Linked DNA regions of Hordeum vulgare: region 1 is linked to region 2. Evidence: chromatin contacts called from public Hi-C data. All regions are on one chromosome and are shown on one strand. Each heading gives the region's core, a stretch centred on a gene start, on an enhancer-like site or on the middle of the called end of the contact. The rest is flanking DNA. Distances are from core to core; before and after follow the strand shown.

What was found. A called contact is a pair of places that touch in the nucleus more often than the background predicts.
Region 1: a contact with region 2 is called in a Hi-C map of seedling, with 2.1 times the contacts expected there. The contact joins the promoter of LOC123399647 here to the promoter of LOC123399634 in region 2. A contact is called at or near these places in 2 of 6 Hi-C or Micro-C datasets (leaf and seedling).

The regions. Positions count from the first base shown.
Region 1 is chr5H:484,705,135-484,708,112 of MorexV3_pseudomolecules_assembly, forward strand. LOC123399647 (DNA topoisomerase 3-beta) reads left to right here and starts at 1,296. Exons shown (of 15, transcript XM_045094043.1): 1 at 1,296-1,396; 2 at 1,519-1,575; 3 at 1,991-2,094; 4 at 2,426-2,519; 5 at 2,941-2,978. The coding sequence starts at 1,376.
Region 2 is chr5H:484,348,985-484,352,304 of MorexV3_pseudomolecules_assembly, forward strand. LOC123399634 (cyclin-dependent protein kinase inhibitor SMR6-like) reads left to right here and starts at 1,736. Exons shown (of 1, transcript XM_045094026.1): 1 at 1,736-2,654. The coding sequence starts at 1,875. The coding sequence ends at 2,288.

The DNA of each region.
Region 1 (2,978 bases), core at 46-2,545, 360 kb after region 2:
TCGTCCGCTAACAATTTTATGATAAAGTTTGGAGGAGCGTCATTCCAAACAGAAGGGTTATTCGTCCTTCTCCATCTAGCTAACTCATGAGCTACATTGTTCGACTCTCTAATACAATGTTCAATAGTAACCTTTCTGAAGTCTACGAAGATACTACGACAATTTTCTAGCACCGGCGCTGTCATCATGAATTGTCCTTCATTTTGATTAAGAGCATCCACCATCGTAATATAGTTCGTTCTCACCATCAAATTAGAGCATCCACTATTATGAGCTAATTTGAGTCCTTCGAGTAGCGCCGGTGACGACATCAACTACATTTTCCAATCATGCCGTTGAATCTCTTATAAAAGTACCCTTGTGATCATGGATAATTGCTCCACATGCATCGATATATTCACCCTCTGAAAAAGATGCATTCACATTCAGCACTTGTTGTCCTGCATTGAAAACCGATCACTTATTTATTTTTGGAAGGACCTTGCTTGTCCCTGCTACACGAGCATAGTGAAGGGCCAACGTGATAACATCAGGAGCTGTTCTTTCTGCCATCTGTACATCCTCGCCTCTGACTAGCTGCCTTCTTTGCCACCAAAGATACCAACAAAAAGTTGCGACCAGTTCTGATAATTCGACCGGTTCAATGTATGTCCGTTGGTACGAGTCATCACACAATATAAACTCCAACATAGCTGCTCCAGACCTATCGGTCATAGTGACAAAAGAGACATCCGTTAAAATCCCAAGCGAGTCCCATACTTTCTTTGATCTTTCACGCGTGAACAAAAGATGTGCTAAAAAATTGCATGACGTTCAGGGCAAACAAATCATGTCCTCGAACTGGCCTTAAAAGCACGAGCCATATCATATGTCCAAATTTTTTGGGTTGAACAAGGGAGGAACACTAAGATGTTACCGACTTTGCAAGAGTCAGTTTCAGCATCAAAAAGGAAAATGAAAGGCATGGCTTAAAAAAATGCGCTGGTAGCAAGGGAGATATGGGATATGATGAGAGGATGCAACATGTGGATCATGGATGTCAATGAGAGAGAGTGATGACCGTGGCCACGTCAGTGATCCCCATTTGTGAATGGACTGGAAGTAAATTGTGAGTTTACGACCATGAATTGTACTCCTATATTGGTGCTGATTTTGTTTCAGGAAGTTTAGGGTTTGATTTAGTACCATCTCTACAAATCCAACTTTTCATAAGGTCTAAAACAGACTTTTCCATCTGAATCTGAATCAGGAAAAAAAAAGTGCTACTGTTTACTTGTGAAGGTAAATTGGTGGACACACGAACGCAACCACACGGACACGGTCTCGGCCGCTCGGGTCTCTGGACGTCCGCTAGACCCACTCTCCTTCCGTCCCCATGGCGCCCAAGGTTTTAATGGTAAGCACCCGCCGCCGCCGCCGCCGCCGCCGCGGCTTACCCAGGTGCCGCGCCGTCGCTAATGGCGGCCGCAGTAACCCTACTCTCCAGACCTTCTCACGCTCGGGTCGCCGTCGCTGCAGGTCGCGGAGAAGCCCAGCATCGCGCTCTCCATCGCCTCCGCCCTCTCCGGCGGCCGCGTAAGTCTCCCTCCCTCCCTCCCTCGTTCAATCCTCCCGCGACTGTGATGTTTCTTCTCCCCGGCGACTAATTTGGCTGTGGCTTTAACTCGGATTCGACGACAGTGTATTAGGACCGAGCCCTAGCGGCAAGTTTATGGTCCACGGAAGCCGGGTTTGGTCGCAGCCCAGGTTCCCCCTCCAGGAAACGGCTTCTCCTTGTAATGGCTCGGTGTTGGAAGTAGTTGAGGTCATTGTCTCTGCATAGTAGCTCCAGTGTGGTTCCGGGAATGCTACTAGGGAGCTGATAGTACTGGTTGCACTGGCATGGAATCATTTTTGAGATTCAGATGGGCATGAGAACAAATGAGCATTCGGTGCTCTAACATTTCGCTCTCACACCACATTTTGAGATTGTCAACCTCTGTGTGTGCAGATGTCTACCCGGAGGGGAAGTACCGATGTCCACGAGTTTGATGGGATGTTTCAGGGCTCTCAGGCATTCTTCAGAGTGACATCAGTCATCGGACATGTCTTCAGGTCCTGCATCTCTTCTTCAATTCTTTCAAGATCCTTCATTACAGTTGCATCACTTGCTGCACTAGCTCTAGTCCATGCCAGTTATTAACTACGTGATGCATTTGAATTCATGTGCATACGCTTTTGTCATACCAGTCTTGATACTTACAGTTACAGACATGAACACATGGTGGGCCGCTGCATATCTGCAAAGTTGATACCTTACACAAAACATATACGTACTTAGTCCAGTTTAGCTGAATGAATATTGCAGTTGCTCACTACAATTCTAACCTTGGACAATAAGTTTTTCTGTGTCCATTTTCTTTACTCGATGTCTCGTCTTTTGCAGTGTTGATTTCCCACCTGCATATCAGAACTGGGAAGCGACTGATCCGATGGACCTTTTTAATGCTCCAGTTCTAAGATCTGAGAGCAACCCAAAGGTAGTGCACTCTATAACTCACAGCAGGACCCAGGAGTAATCAAACATAAGAACAACTTCAGTTAGTTCTCTACATATATATTGTACATTCATACACGAGTTCTACTCTACCTGTAGATGGTACTATGGAGATTTACTACACAGTTTATCTGACCCTCAAACATCCTATTTCATCCTTTCTCTATAAGTGTTTACTTGGCTTTTTGATGCAGTTTCTACTTTCTAGAATCTAAAGTGAAAAAATTATTGTCCGACCAGAAAAGAACTCCCGGCTGTATTACTTGGATAAATTTGAAATTTGTAAAGATACTGAAATGTGAAATGCCTCTTCTTAAGTTCTATGACAATACGTACACAATTACCACCATCGTTAGAGTCTCATTTCTATATCTAAATACAAACTGATGCATGTATCTTTGAAGGCTCATATCCACAGGCATCTAGCCCAGGAAGCTCGAGG
Region 2 (3,320 bases), core at 486-2,985:
AAAATTTAATGCATGCTAGATAGGATAAGGTGTCATCCATTTTTGCGGGACATTACATGAATATTATGGCTACTTGTTATACTTGTTGACAAATAGTCTGTGAAACTATGGGAGTAAGTATTGGATTCATCAAAGATGGATATAGATATACGTACCGACAATGCGAGTGGCATGTAACACTATTAAAAGTTGGGGTGAATTGTATGGATATATTAAAAAAAATCTTTAGTATTGAGATGAAAATAATAATATCAATTTTAATTGTTTTAGCGAATTAGGTTTATGTATAACTGTCACCTTCGTACCCTAACTTAAGTCAAACTTACTCATATAGTAATAAAAATGTTATTGGTTGTCATCACCGGTTAAGACAAATTGAGAACACAACTATTAGTCCTCACATGCCACGCCACCCCACGGTCTAGTTCCTCGCAACAATGCATAAGATACATGCCATTTTGCTACCTACGACCTTTTCGACTTCCGAAGAATAATGCAAACGTTCTCAGAATTTTAACTTTTTCCACCGTGCGTATCTACGGCTAGGCACAAAATTTGATGCATGCTAGATAGGATAAGGCGCCATCATTTTGGCGGGACGTTGCATGGATTTTCTTCCCATTTGTTACACTCGTCGACAAACTGTCTATGAAAGCAAAGGGCAATTATAGGATTTGTTAGAGCTCTTGTGGACATACTGACAATATGGATAGTAAGTAATGACATTAAAGGTTGAGATCAATTGTACGGATATGTACAAACATTTATTCCATGGTTTTGAGAGGGAACGAAGTATATCGATTCTATTGTTTTAGCGAGTTAGGTTTCTGTATTTGTGTCACCTTCGTAGTTGAACTTAAGTGAATGTTTCTCATGTAGTAATAATATTATGTTCTGGTTGTTGCCATTATTAAATGATAACAATTTGGAACATAAGTATTAACCCCTGCCAGTGAGACCACCCCTCTCCCTAGTTTGACACACCAAATGTACATGCTACTCTAACCTTTCAAGTTTTCCAAATAATAATGCAATGTTTTCCTGGTATGAATAATTTTTCTACCACACATATCTAGCAGCTAGACGCAAACTTTATTGCGGGGTAAATAGGATATGGCTTCATCCAGTTTCGTCGACATTACTTGAACTTGATGGCTATTTGTTACGTTCAGTAAAAAAATTGTTTGTGAAAATGGAGGGAGTAGCTATTGGATTCGTTGGAGTTACGTGCATATCATCGGTGCAAATTTTGCGCCATGCTAGTAATAGTTGGGGTGAATTATGCTGATTTATATATTGAGATGGAAGGAAGTAACCGAGGCCATAGCCAATTTCACGAAGCCGAGAATTCGTATTGATTCATACCCTGTTAGAAAGAATTATTTATTTTACTTGTGATGCGATCAAATGGAATTTAACACAACTTGCACGATTCAAATGTGGTAGTATGTGACATTGCAAATCATAGAGGGCTTGAGAATTCGAGGACCCCTTTGCAAAAATGCACAAAAGTCTTGCCCCCTACTTAAGTAAAATTCAGTCATTGTAATAAACAGGACTACCACTGGCTGTCAGCAGTTAATAAGGATATAACTCATGGCAAACTAATAAGCCCCCCACAGAGTTTGCAATTACACCCTCGTGAATGATTTTCTTTTCCTTGGCGTCCCTGTCTCCGTCCTCTATTCGGTGCCGCTACTATTTAACGGCTTGGCGCTACAGGCCTGCAGCCCCCAACCTCTCTCTTTCCTGTGTTCCTTTTTTTTACCCACTTCTTGCCCTTGCACCCACCACCGGAGAACAAGAATTCGATCCCATTCCGCACCCACTCGCGCGCGCGCCGAGAATTTCCACCGCCGATCCGGCCGACAGCAATGGCCTCTTCCGCCGGCCAGGGCCTGGCGTCGCTGCCGCCGATCAAGACGGCGCCTTTGGCCCCCTCGCTGCCCGCCGACGCCGCCTCGGCCTCTCCGTCGCCGGCGTCGTCCACGCAGGAGTCGGCAGCAGCGGAGGACAAGACGAAGGCCGCGGCGGCGGAGGAGAAGAAGGAGCCGTCGACGCCCACGTCCAAGGACTGCAGGATTCGGCTGCCCAAGGAGTGCCCGCCGGCGCCGCGCAAGCCGCCGGCGCCCCGGCTCCCGGCGGTCAAGCGGAAGTCGCGGCCGACGCTGACGACGACGACGACGGCGCGGGTGTGCCTCGCCGTCCCGCGGGACCTCTCCACCGTGTTCCGGTCGATGCCCATGCCCATGCCCATGCCCGCCGAGAAGCGGATCCGGGCGTCGTGAGGCCGCGATCTGGCCGCCGCGCGAGAATTGGCACCGGCCTCCCTGTCCGGTCGATCAATCCCATGGAGAATTCTCCCAGTTCTCTCGCTCCCTGCTTCTTTCTCTCCTCTCCGTTCTTGGGTGCGTGGCCATGGTATAAATTATGCTTCTGTCTCCTCATCATATACATAAATAAGGTGTTGTTCTTAGAATTTCAGTATGTGTGCTTCCTTCTTGCCATGGCTCTGTGAAATACTGATGCAGCAGCTGTATAATAAAGTACAGTAGGTTGCTAATTACTTACTGGGCGGAGGTCGTTAATGGCGGAAGAAGGTTGTAAGAAAATTCAGAGAGATCCCGGTGATTAATTAATTGTGATAGCTACCACCAGAATTGTGCAATTATCTTCAGTTCCTGCCCTCCATGTTCCAATTTAGCCAGAAAGAATCCTCTCGTCGCCAATCCGCCGCTGAGAACATGGCGGATGCGGCCGGCTGCCCAAGCTGCCTGCCGCATGAAGGATGAGACGGTCGAAGCGACTAATGAATTCGGGCGGATGGATCCGCCGCTCCCACTAATTAATCCATGGAGATTTCGGTGGCGATCGTGCTTTTTCGGCGGTGCCGCTGTCCGGCCCAACCCAATGCCTGATCGAGAACAGACACGGAGAATCTTCCATGCTAATCAGGACATGATCGACGGCACAGTTTCCTCATCCCTCCTTTTTTCTTCCTTCTGCGGTCCAGTGGTGAATTATTTTCCCTCTTCTGAAGAAGATCTTGGTTTGTCTCTACTGTAACAGCCTTTGATACGCAGCTCCAAAACCCCATCAGTCCTGATTTGTCACCTACCGTAACAGTGTATATATACGCTCCAAATTCTACTGTTAGGCCCTCTGTTCACCCACATGTACGGATGAGAAACATTCATTCAGTTGCTTTGCTAGCCCCTGGCTCTCTGAACATCTGAAGGAATTGCCGGTATGTATATGACAGGTGGGAAGACAGCAAAATGAACCCGAAGGTTCGAGTTGTAGGAACAGACATGCAGGCG